2 separate regions of the Mus musculus genome follow, and region 1 is linked to region 2. Evidence: chromatin contacts called from public Hi-C data. All regions are on one chromosome and are shown on one strand. Each heading gives the region's core, a stretch centred on a gene start, on an enhancer-like site or on the middle of the called end of the contact. The rest is flanking DNA. Distances are from core to core; before and after follow the strand shown. Region 1 has its middle 52 kb from the start of Gm39082. Region 2 overlaps Prkcb (protein kinase C, beta).

Region 1 (5,436 bases), core at 1,630-4,129, 400 kb before region 2:
GGGTTTGAATAGACTGATGTGTTTGAATGCTTGGCCCACAGGAAGTGACATTATTAAGAGGTGTGGCCTTGTTGGAGGAAGTGTGTCACTGTGGGGGTGGGCTTTGAGGTTTCTTATGTTCAAGCTCTGCCCAGTGTAGAATTCCAGTCTCCTCTTGACTATCTTTAGGTAAAGCTTCAGAATTCTCAGCTCCTTCTCCAGCACCATGTCTGCCTGGACTCTGTCATGCTTCCTGCCATGATGATAATGGAGTAAACCTCCAAACTGTAAGCCAGCTTCAATTAAATGTTCTCCTTTATAAGAGTTGCCTTGGTTATGATGTCTCTTTATAGCAATAAAACCCTAACTACGACTCCATCTTTAGTTTTGGTTGACCCATGCCTAACCTCCTCCTCTCAATGAGAGTGATTTCAATGGATATTTCTTGAGGTACCAAGTTTTATTGGTTTTCATTGACGAGGTTCAGATGTTCCTCTGAGGATGGATTTGCTGATTAGGTCATTTTGACACATGCTAGGATCATCTGGGAGGTGGGAACTTAAATTGAGAAAGTGTTTCCATTGGATTGGCCTGTAGGCAAGTCTATGGTGACTTTTTTTTGACATGGGAGGGCCTAGAGCATCCCTGAGCTATCGGGCCTGGGTCACAGAAGAAAGCAGTTTGAGCAACCCATGAGAAGCAAGCTACTAAGCAAAGTTCCTCCATGGTCCCTGAATCAGTTCCTGCTTCTAGGTCCTTGCCCTGATTGAGTTCCTGTCTTGGCTTCCCTCAAGAGGATGGACAAGTGATGGAGGCATATAAGCCAAGTAAGCACAATTCTCCTCAAGCTGCTTTTGGTCATGGTCTCTTTTTGGAAACCAAGCAAGAGGCTAGCCTCTGCTATTTCTATTTCAGTTGGCCAAATAGACTCAGAGAAACTTTAGATATCTTCTTTTATGTCTGGCATTAGAAGTTGGGAGAGCTCAAATTTCCTGAGGACTGTACCCAGACTTTTTACATTGGGGTTATTGGCGTGAATGAATAAGAACAGGAAAGTGCTTTGCTAGGAGGAGAATCTGCACTATTCTGTCAGTCCCACGTAGAAACCTTATTAGCTGCTTAATAAGAAAATATAACACAAAGCACCGTTAAGTAGAAACTAGGTGTGGTGAGGCATGTCTGTAAGTTCTAGCAATCAGAAGTTCAAGGTTATCTCAATTACACAGTGAGTTTGAGGGCAACCTGGGATGCTCAAGACTGTCTCACCAAAACAACCAACCAACAGATAAGAAGATAACCAGGTAACTAAAACTGCTTGAAGACATTATTGATTTATTAGAGAGGAAGCAGTTGAAGAGAATTTCAATGCCCCTAGTTTTGGGGAATTAATGATAAAATGGAATTAACACTTGGAGACAGGTACTCTGGGCACTGATGGTTAGATTTGTATGCAAGGGCTGGGACTGAAGAAAAACGCACTGGGGCTGTCTTCCCAGGACAGTTTCCGGCTGCAGACTGGGATCAGCTGGTATCATGGGAGGAAGAATCAGGAGACAGGAAATATTGCTAGGGGTACTCAGGAGAAGAGAAAGAGCCTGCTCCTTTTGCAGCCTCAGTCACCCTCTAATGCCCTCAGAGAACAGAACCTAGCAGGAAGCAGCTAGAAATGCAGAGATGTGCTCTTCCAGTTGCTGGCTCCTGGATCACAAGACCTCAGTGTCGAGTTTGGGGCTGAGAGATAACAGCTTAACAACTGGCACAGGGCCAGCTTGGCCAGAACCTCATCTCACTTCCCTGGGGATAAGAATTCTGGTGGGATGAAGGAAAGTGCCTTTGAGCTCATGGACTTTTGGCATGTGAGTACTCCTAGGGACGAGGTACCACCCTTCAGGGGCTCCTGAAGGCTCATACAGGATCCCAGGGATAGCCAGCATTGGCATCTACAAGGTGGGTGAAAGGAGGATTGTGACAGCAAGAGATGAGAAGATGTTGGCACTGCCTTCATTCCTATTACTCTTTATGGAGCCTACAAACATGGAGGAGAGTGGGAAAACAAGAAGAAGGTGTGTGTGTGTGTGAAAGAGAAAGAGGGGGAGAGGGAGAGGGAGAAGGAAAGGGAGAGGGAGAGAGAGAGAGCATTCAAGGGATTTGTGTTTTTATTTTGACTCTTTGCAATCAGAAATAAGACTTCAGTTCTTGTTCACGAAGGACCATAAGAGCTGTATAGTGTAAGCCCAGAGTTAGCTGAATATCACATTATAGTTTTAACACCAAGTCTGTGCATGATTACTGATTAGAAACTTGAATTTGGATACCGTTGGAGACTTTGGGGAAGTAAAATTCATTCTTTAGTCTGGTGCTCCATGTTACAATTAAACACCAGTTCAAATGATGAAAATACACTGATGTCACAAATACTTACCGAGTATCTACTGTGTATAGGTCTTGTGCTAGATTGACAACGCTGAATGAGATGCGAGCCTCGAAGGAGCCTTTGGAACATTTGCATTCTAGAACAGGGAATAAAGCAGTCACAGGAATTAGCAATCTGTGTAGCTAGCCACTTGACAGGGATGGGCCCTTGTTCTCAGAGGTGGTCAGATGAGGGATTCTATACCTGGGGGAGATGTCACAGACAAGGTGAGCGATCATTTAGATATTAAAGGATTATCAGGATTTAGGCACTCCTAAGGGCAGAAACCATTCATTACTCCCCAGAACAGCCACTCTGGAGGAAGAAGTGCATCATTTTCCTTTGTGCTTCTTGGAAACAAAGCTAGAGATCTTACCAGACACGATATTAAGACTTAATACAAAGATCTGCTTAAAAACGTGTGACATGTGAACCAGAGCCAACAAAAGGAGCCATTGATCAGAGCGCTGTGCCTGGAAACAGGCATCATCAGGGTGACTCAGCAGAGCCATAGAAAAGGACAGTGTTCTCATAAACAGTGCTGGGACAATAGGGGACCAGGACAGAAAAAACATAAAATTAGACCCTTACATCATACCTGCACAAAATCTATTCCAAGAGCATTATGGATCTAACTTTTAGAAGGCAAATAATAAAGCTTTTAGGAGATAATATGAAAGAATGTTTTCCTGACCTCAGGAGAAAATTGTTAAGTAAGATACAAATCACCAGCTATGGATTTGGCTCTGCTCAAATAAGAACTTCTCTTTATTAAAAGGCATTAGTAAGGGCTAGGGCTAGGGCTCAGTGGTAGAGTATTTGCCTGTTTTCCATGGACCCTGAGTTTGATCTCTAACACCAAAGGGAAACTTCATTAATAAGAAAGGCTTCATTAAAAGGTGAAAAGATGAGCCCCACGCGGGAAAAGAGTTGTAATGCAGAATAAAAGGTGTCTTATCTAGAATACAAGTACCCTTCAAGCCAAGTGTTCAGGTACACAGATAATACTACCAATGCAGAGGCTGAGGCAGAGGGATCATAGCTTTGATGTCAACCTGGGATGCCTAGAGAAACCTTGACTCTAAACAATTAAAAGTACTATAAATCACTAAGAAAAATACAAACCAACAAGAAAAAAAAAAACCCACAAAATACTCACAAACCTCATGGCCAATACAAGTGTGAACATCTTCAACATATGAACAATCAATTTTAGGTAAACTGAAGCCACGGTGAGTGGTAAGCAGCCTTCAGGATGGTTCGGAATGGTCGCCATGCCCTGGTGTTTGTAATCTCCCATTTATTATCAGAGCTAGTGTGTATGATCAACAGAAAATGTTGATATGCTGCTCCCGAGTTTAGTTTATGAAAGTCACGTGGAGTTCCATCTGGGTGTTCCCCCCCCCCCATTAGTTTGCTTGGGGAAGCCTGCTGTCCTGTCATAAGCAGTTCCCCGAGGACACTGTGGTCCAACCAATGGAGGCTCCCAGCCACCAGCTGTATCAGGGAGCTGGAAACAGATCTTCCTGCTCAGTTCAACTTCCAAATGACTATGGCTCTGGATAACATCTTGACCTCAGACTCTTGAGAGGCTCAGAACATTCCAACTAAGCCATCTCTGGATTCTTAACCCAAGAACAGGTGTGAGAAAATGCCTGCTGTCTTGTGATTTCTGAAGGCCATCTATTATTCTGCAGCAATAGCCAACAGAGACAGGGAGGGGTACCAGACAGGATGCTCAGTGTTGGTACAGATGCAGAACCATGGGAACGCTGCAGCACACACAGAGAGTGACAGAATCACTTTGCAAAGCCAGGTGTCTGCACCTATAATTTTAGAGCTTTGTTACTTGGCGTTTTTTACTCCTAGACACATGTATACTTTACAGAAGTGCGCTGTCTTGGGTACCAGGAATCATGCACAGTGTTCATGGAGGCAATGCCTGTGATAGCCTCATATTGGGAGTCACCCACATGACCATTCAAAAGGGAATGGATGAATGAATTTGGATGTATCATTATGCATGTTATTAATAGGCTTCAGGGCTATGTGGCTCCGTGCTACATGGAAGTAAACAGGCCTGATTGCCTTTCGATGCAGCTTGTTTAGGACACAGCTGCCCAGAGGCCTGACTTTCTGCTCTCTGCTCTGTGGATGTTCTGGGGCGTTTTATGTGGTGAAACTATGAGCCCAAACAAGGAATTGATCCTTTTTTTCCTGGTTATTTATTTATTTTTATTTTATTTGCATTGGTGTTTTGCTTTCATATATATGTCTGTGTGAGGGTGTTGGATTGCCTTGAACTGGAGTCACAGAGAGTTGTGAGCTGCTGCTGCTGCTGCTGTGTGTGTGTGTGTGTGTGTGTGTGTGTGTGTGTGTGTGTGTGTGTGTGTTGGTTCTCTGGAAAAGCTGTCAATGCCCTTAACCACTGAGTATTCATTCTCTCCAGCCCCAAGGAATTGATTTTTTAAAAAAAGGCCTTGTGGACCTTTTTTTTGTTTGTTTGGTTTTTTTCAAGGCAGGGTTTCTCTGTGTATTCCTGAATGTCTTGGAACTCACTGTATAGACCAGGCTGGCTTCCAATTCAGAGATCTATCTGCCTTTGCCTCCTGAGTGCTGGGATCAAAGTCGTGTTAGCACTCCCCGGCAGGAATTGATTCTCGAAAGGGTAGGATTGTGGTGACTCCTGGAAGTGAATATAATTGGGAGGGGACTTGGGGTCTGATCAGATTTTTTTTTTTAATTTTAAAATTTTTTTTTGAGAGAGGGTCTCACCATATAGTCTTGGCTGACCTAGAACTCAGTATGTAAATGAGGCTGTCCTCAAATTCACAGAGATCCATTTTTTTCTGCCTCCCAAGTGCTGGGATTAAAAGCATGTGCCACTATGCCCAGCTGAGAATTCTGTTTCTTGGTCTGGCTGGATTCTCCTAGGTGATATGTAGCCTCCTGAAGGAGACACCCAGGAAGCTGAGTAGGGGCTCAGGAGGCTCAGGGAGTCACACGCTTTACAAAGCCTTTCTCCAAGGTATGTATGAAAAGCA
Region 2 (4,768 bases), core at 659-3,158:
CTTCTCCTCTTCTTCTCCCTCTCCCTTCCTCCCTCCTTCTCTCTCTTGATGTTCTCAGTTCTCGAAGGCTAAGATGTCTGAGAGCACCCAGGGAAGTGGGCAGGGGAGTGGCTGAGGACTCAAGTCCTGGAGTCATGTCTGACTCCTGGGTCTTGTATGCTAGATGGGCCACTTGACAGCTTCGTGACTCTGAACGAGGGGCTGAACTCGCCACACCACAATCATTGTGCCTGACAACTGAGTGGTCATCCTCAGAGATGTGAGGTGAGGTGGGGATTCGGTGAGACGGTCTCCTTAAAGCACCTGATATTTAGTAAGGGCCAGGAAATGGTGGCCAAATGCACCACCAGGTCGGTGTTTGAAGCAATCGGCGTAGACTGTCTCTTTGAATGTCTCTGCTCCCTAGATCTCAGCTCTCAGGTCAGGCAGAGAGAGCACTGCAGCCAGGAACAGTCGCCTAGTGTCTCACTTTCTCAAAGACTTGGCTGCAAGGTTGTAAGCTCTCCAACTATGCCAAAAAGATCGGTGCAGAAACAAGCAAGCACTACCATTTCCTCAGGGTGTGGCTCCACCTCAGCCTTTCTCTGCTGGGCCCCCAGGGACCTGGACTTCTGGCTCAGGGGAGCACAATCAGATCAGCCAGGCTGAAGAGGGAATTAAAAGGTCACTGGACAGAAGATTTAGTTAACAGAAGAGTCAGTCAGGAAGGGCCCAAGGAGATGGGTCGGTGTGGGAGTGCTTACCATGCAAGCTTGAGTCCAGATCCCGGGCCCCCGAGTGAAACCTGGAACAGTAGAGCTCTAACCCATGGTGAGTGGGTGGGGCAGATCCTGAGAACTTGCTGGAATGTTCCAGGTTCCGTGAGAAAAGGCATCCTCCACCTAACTATTTCTCAGTCCAGGGATTTACCCAGCCTCCTGGCCAGGACTCGACCCATAGAAGACATCATTTTGCAGAAGGACGGGCTGATGTGAAGATGAGGAACCCTTTCTACCTTACAGTCCTGCAAACATTGGCTCTCCCTCTCCTCCCTCTCCCTGTTTTCCTCGTCTCTAAAATGGAGTGGATGTTAATAACTACCTCAAAAGGTTACCATACATGGGAAAAGTGCATGACCAACACCAACACCGAGCGACCTGGCGTTGTCGTCAGCAAATGCTGGAGGAGACAGAGTGAACCCACCCAGACCTAAGGCCATTCTAAAGTTGGAACCACCCCTTCGTCCCCACAGTTCCTAAGGCAGCCTGGCAGAACTGTCATGGTAGACGAGCATGCAGCAAGCATTAGCCATGGCTCCCCCCAGCCCTCTAGCCCACTCCCATCCTGCCTCCTGCAGAGAGCTTCCTGGACTGTCTCCACTGCAGTGCTCTCTTCCTATCTCTTTAATAGTCCAGGATCCCACCCCAGCCACACCACAGCACCGGGCAAAGCTGGGCACTGCATCACTAGGCTTAGCCACACCCACTCCAAACAGTTTCTGTAACAATTCTTCTCCTGGCCTCTGCCTCTGTTGTTCCCCCTGCCTGTCATGTTCTTTTCTGGAAACTGCAACAAGCTCTCTTCCAAGCTTGCCACTGTAGTCTCAGACAAATGCCACCATCTCCGCTAGTGACAGGCAGGCCACGGATCACACTCCTTTACTTCCTCACAGGCTGTCTTAGGGACATGTCTTGTTTATTTTGTGTTCATCTCTCATCATTGAGAAAAATGAAGGCGTCGTGAATGTGCCTGCAGTCTTTTGCAGGAGAGCAGGGGAGGAACACAGGAGGCACCCGGCAAATATTTGCTCGTGAGAGATCTAGCTTTCAAACCGAAGCCTGCCCCTAAAGCCCAGACTCGAAACCACAATGCTTCAGCAACCCATCCATGAGAAAAGCCAGCCAGAAGCAGGAGCCTGGCCAGCTCTTTTGGACAGATGCGAGTTCCCTGCGGGAGGTAGAGACGCGGGCTAAGGGTAGAAGGCCCTGGTGATCTGGTACCAACTCAAGCCGAGAGCTCATCCTGCATGAGGAGTCTCAAGCCAAGACACAGAAGATTCAGAACAGAGCAAGAGGGGGTCCTGGCTCAAGGGGCTCTGATCTCAAATCTTCACAACACCTGAGATGCTGTGAGGGTGGAGGAACTGGTAGGCATCCTCCATACAAGACATGGGCCCCTGTGCCCAACCCACATGGGAGCAGAGCACGGGTGCCGCCTGCCCCCTAGTGGCCAATGAGGCAAACTCTTTCTGCTTCTCTTGGGGTTCTTAACCAGCCGCAGGGTGACTGGGATTTCTGAGTGCAGAAATGTGCACAGGGATTTTGTTAAAATGTAGATATCGACTTGCAGGCTTGGAGTTGAGCCTGAGATTTCTGAAGGTCTAACCAGTTCCCTGATGTTGCAGCTGGTCTACAGAGCAGCTGGGGTGTCCAGTGGTTTCTGAAACAAAAAAACGGAACTCTGAGGCATTAGGAAGTCAGACCACAGGATTGAGAATGGAAGGTACTGTCGCGGCAGGGGTTTCTTTAAGTAAAAGAATCTGGACTAGAGGTGGGATTGGGTGGAGCTTGGTGGTGATGGAGCTGCCGGAAGAAGGCCGGCCACCAGTGTGCCTAAAATCCAAAGAACAGACCCAGCTCCTGAGATAGAGAGACAGGGAGAGGCAATAGAAACTTGAAGTTCCCAGGCAGGGCATAAGCCTGGTTCTGCCAGGCCCATGCCCACCCAGCATCCTGCTCAAAGCCACCAATGTACAGTCCCTGAGTATGTCCACTCAGTTTTGATTGCTACTCTTTGGGGAGCCATTTTATTAAAAGCTTTTGTCCTATTTAAACATTTTTCCATTTTACTGTTTGTTTGGTTTTTTTTCTCAAAAGGTATAAAAGTAAGAAGGGGTAATCGTGGTGCACACCATTAATCCCGGCACTTGGGAGCTGAGGCAGAAGGATCTCTCTTGAATTCAAGGCCAGGCTGTCTACAAAGTGCGTTTCAGGACGGCTACACAGTGGGGAGACGGCTTCTCTGGGTGAGGATGCCTTCTCTACAACCCTAAGTACCTAGGTTCAAATCCCCAGCACCCATGTAAAACGTCAGGTGTACACACCTGTAACTGCAGTCGTACAGGGTGATAGAGTCAGGAGAATTGCTGGGGCTTGCTGGCTGCCAGCCCAGCTCCAAATTTAGTAACAAATCAGACCAAGAGTGATAATGTCCTCATCTTGTCACTGTGCTTGTTCATGGATGCATACACATGTGCACACACATGCACACTATACAATATACACACACATAACACATATATATGTATATCTATATACACACACACACTCATATATATATATATATATATTTACCACACATCTATATATACATATATATCCACACACTTGCACACATACACATGTACACATACATCATTTACACATGCATGCCACAATATACACATATGCATACACATAAATGCTCACATGTATTCACGTGTACAGATGTACAGATACATCATTTACATACACATACATTACACACATACACACATGTACATACATTTACAATACTTATATATACACATACAACACACACACACACACACACACACACACACACACACACACAAATGTGATATAATCCCAGTTCTTCAGGAGATGAGGCAGGGGGATCATGAGTTCAAACTCATCCTGGATAACTTTAGCCTCTATCTCAAAATTAAGTTCTCAAAGGAAGGCTCAGGTACCCAGCATTGGTCTGGCATCACAAGGCCCTAGATTCAAGCCCCAGGACACAAAAATGTAAAATGTATCTACTGCAACCAGAGGAACAAAGAGAAGAAGAGACGATGCTCTCCCCACCTCCAGCAAGGCCTCCACTCCTGATCCCCTGTGACCCCAGTATCTGCAGCCCAGCTCATGTGCTTCCTCCCCTTTAGTCCCACACTTATGAAACACACAAACACACCTTGTACACAGGGAGTATCGGCTGCAGTTGCTTATTTAGTCGATGGGAATTCATAGCAGATACTTTTATGAAACCTAACCTTCTTACATAATGGCTATGGATGTACCTCTAGGTCCAGGGGTTCTTTTCAGAGGCAGCCAAGGAGCAAATAGTCCAGGCTACACAGACCATATGAACTCTGCCATTTGATTGAAAAAGAGAAAAGCAGCCAGAGACACCATGCAAATAAATATGAGTGTGGTATAATAACATCTCATTATAGAAACAGGCTAGATTTGGCCCCAAGTCATAATTTGCCAACTTCTACAACAGATCAATAGCTGTAGCTGGGTTGGTGTTGTTTAATTATTTAGAATTTGTATTTCTTAAGTCGTATAAGTAGAAAGAAACACAACATAATTTGAAAGTATATGGCATATAATTACATGACTTAATGAATTGTATAAACTGAGCACAACTGGATAACAATTCCTGTTCAGAAAAGGACTAGCCTATTCAAAGCCGACATTTCAGCAACTGCCTAACATCCCAAAAGACGGATATGTTCTGTTCAAGCTTATTACTCTTTCCACCACAGTCGGTAAACACGCTCATTTGGTACCTGTTCCTCTGTGTGACAGTGTTTATTTTAGTTGGACAGATTCCCAAACAGGGAATTCGAGAGCCACCACACATAGGTGCATTTTAATGAACATTGCTAGGGACTCCTCCAGAGATGGTAACAAGTCAGAGTCGGGTGGTGCTTTCCTTAGTGAAGCTCCTCGGGCAGTTAGAACAGTGCTTGTGCTGTCTTCCCTCTTAGGGTTGGGGGCCTCGGGCCATTGCCTGACCTTGGCTC

The links. A called contact is a pair of places that touch in the nucleus more often than the background predicts.
Region 1: a contact with region 2 is called in a Hi-C map of the N1E-115 cell line, with 3 times the contacts expected there. The contact joins two enhancer-like sites. A contact is called at or near these places in 1 of 15 datasets of contacts at CTCF or cohesin (stem cell-derived epiblast-like cells), 7 of 484 Hi-C or Micro-C datasets (the N1E-115 cell line, bone marrow-derived macrophages, colorectal tumor organoids and 2 more), 5 of 115 datasets of contacts at active chromatin or transcription factors (embryonic basal ganglia, embryonic midbrain, embryonic stem cells and 1 more) and 1 of 9 other capture datasets (embryonic stem cells).

What each region holds. Positions count from the first base shown.
Region 1 is chr7:122,869,859-122,875,294 of GRCm38.p6, reverse strand. No RefSeq gene overlaps it. Among named protein-coding and RNA genes, the nearest start is that of Gm39082, 52 kb to the left of the region's middle. Within about 2 kb of position 2,879, at least 19 of the 459 cell types and tissues checked have an H3K27ac peak or open chromatin away from gene starts, as enhancers often do. A contact at or near this core is called in the N1E-115 cell line, where this site is marked.
Region 2 is chr7:122,468,236-122,473,003 of GRCm38.p6, reverse strand. The region is part of intron 5 of Prkcb (protein kinase C, beta); the gene reads right to left. Among named protein-coding and RNA genes, the nearest start is that of Gm51497, 170 kb to the right of the region's middle. Within about 2 kb of position 1,908, at least 14 of the 459 cell types and tissues checked have an H3K27ac peak or open chromatin away from gene starts, as enhancers often do. A contact at or near this core is called in the N1E-115 cell line, where this site is marked.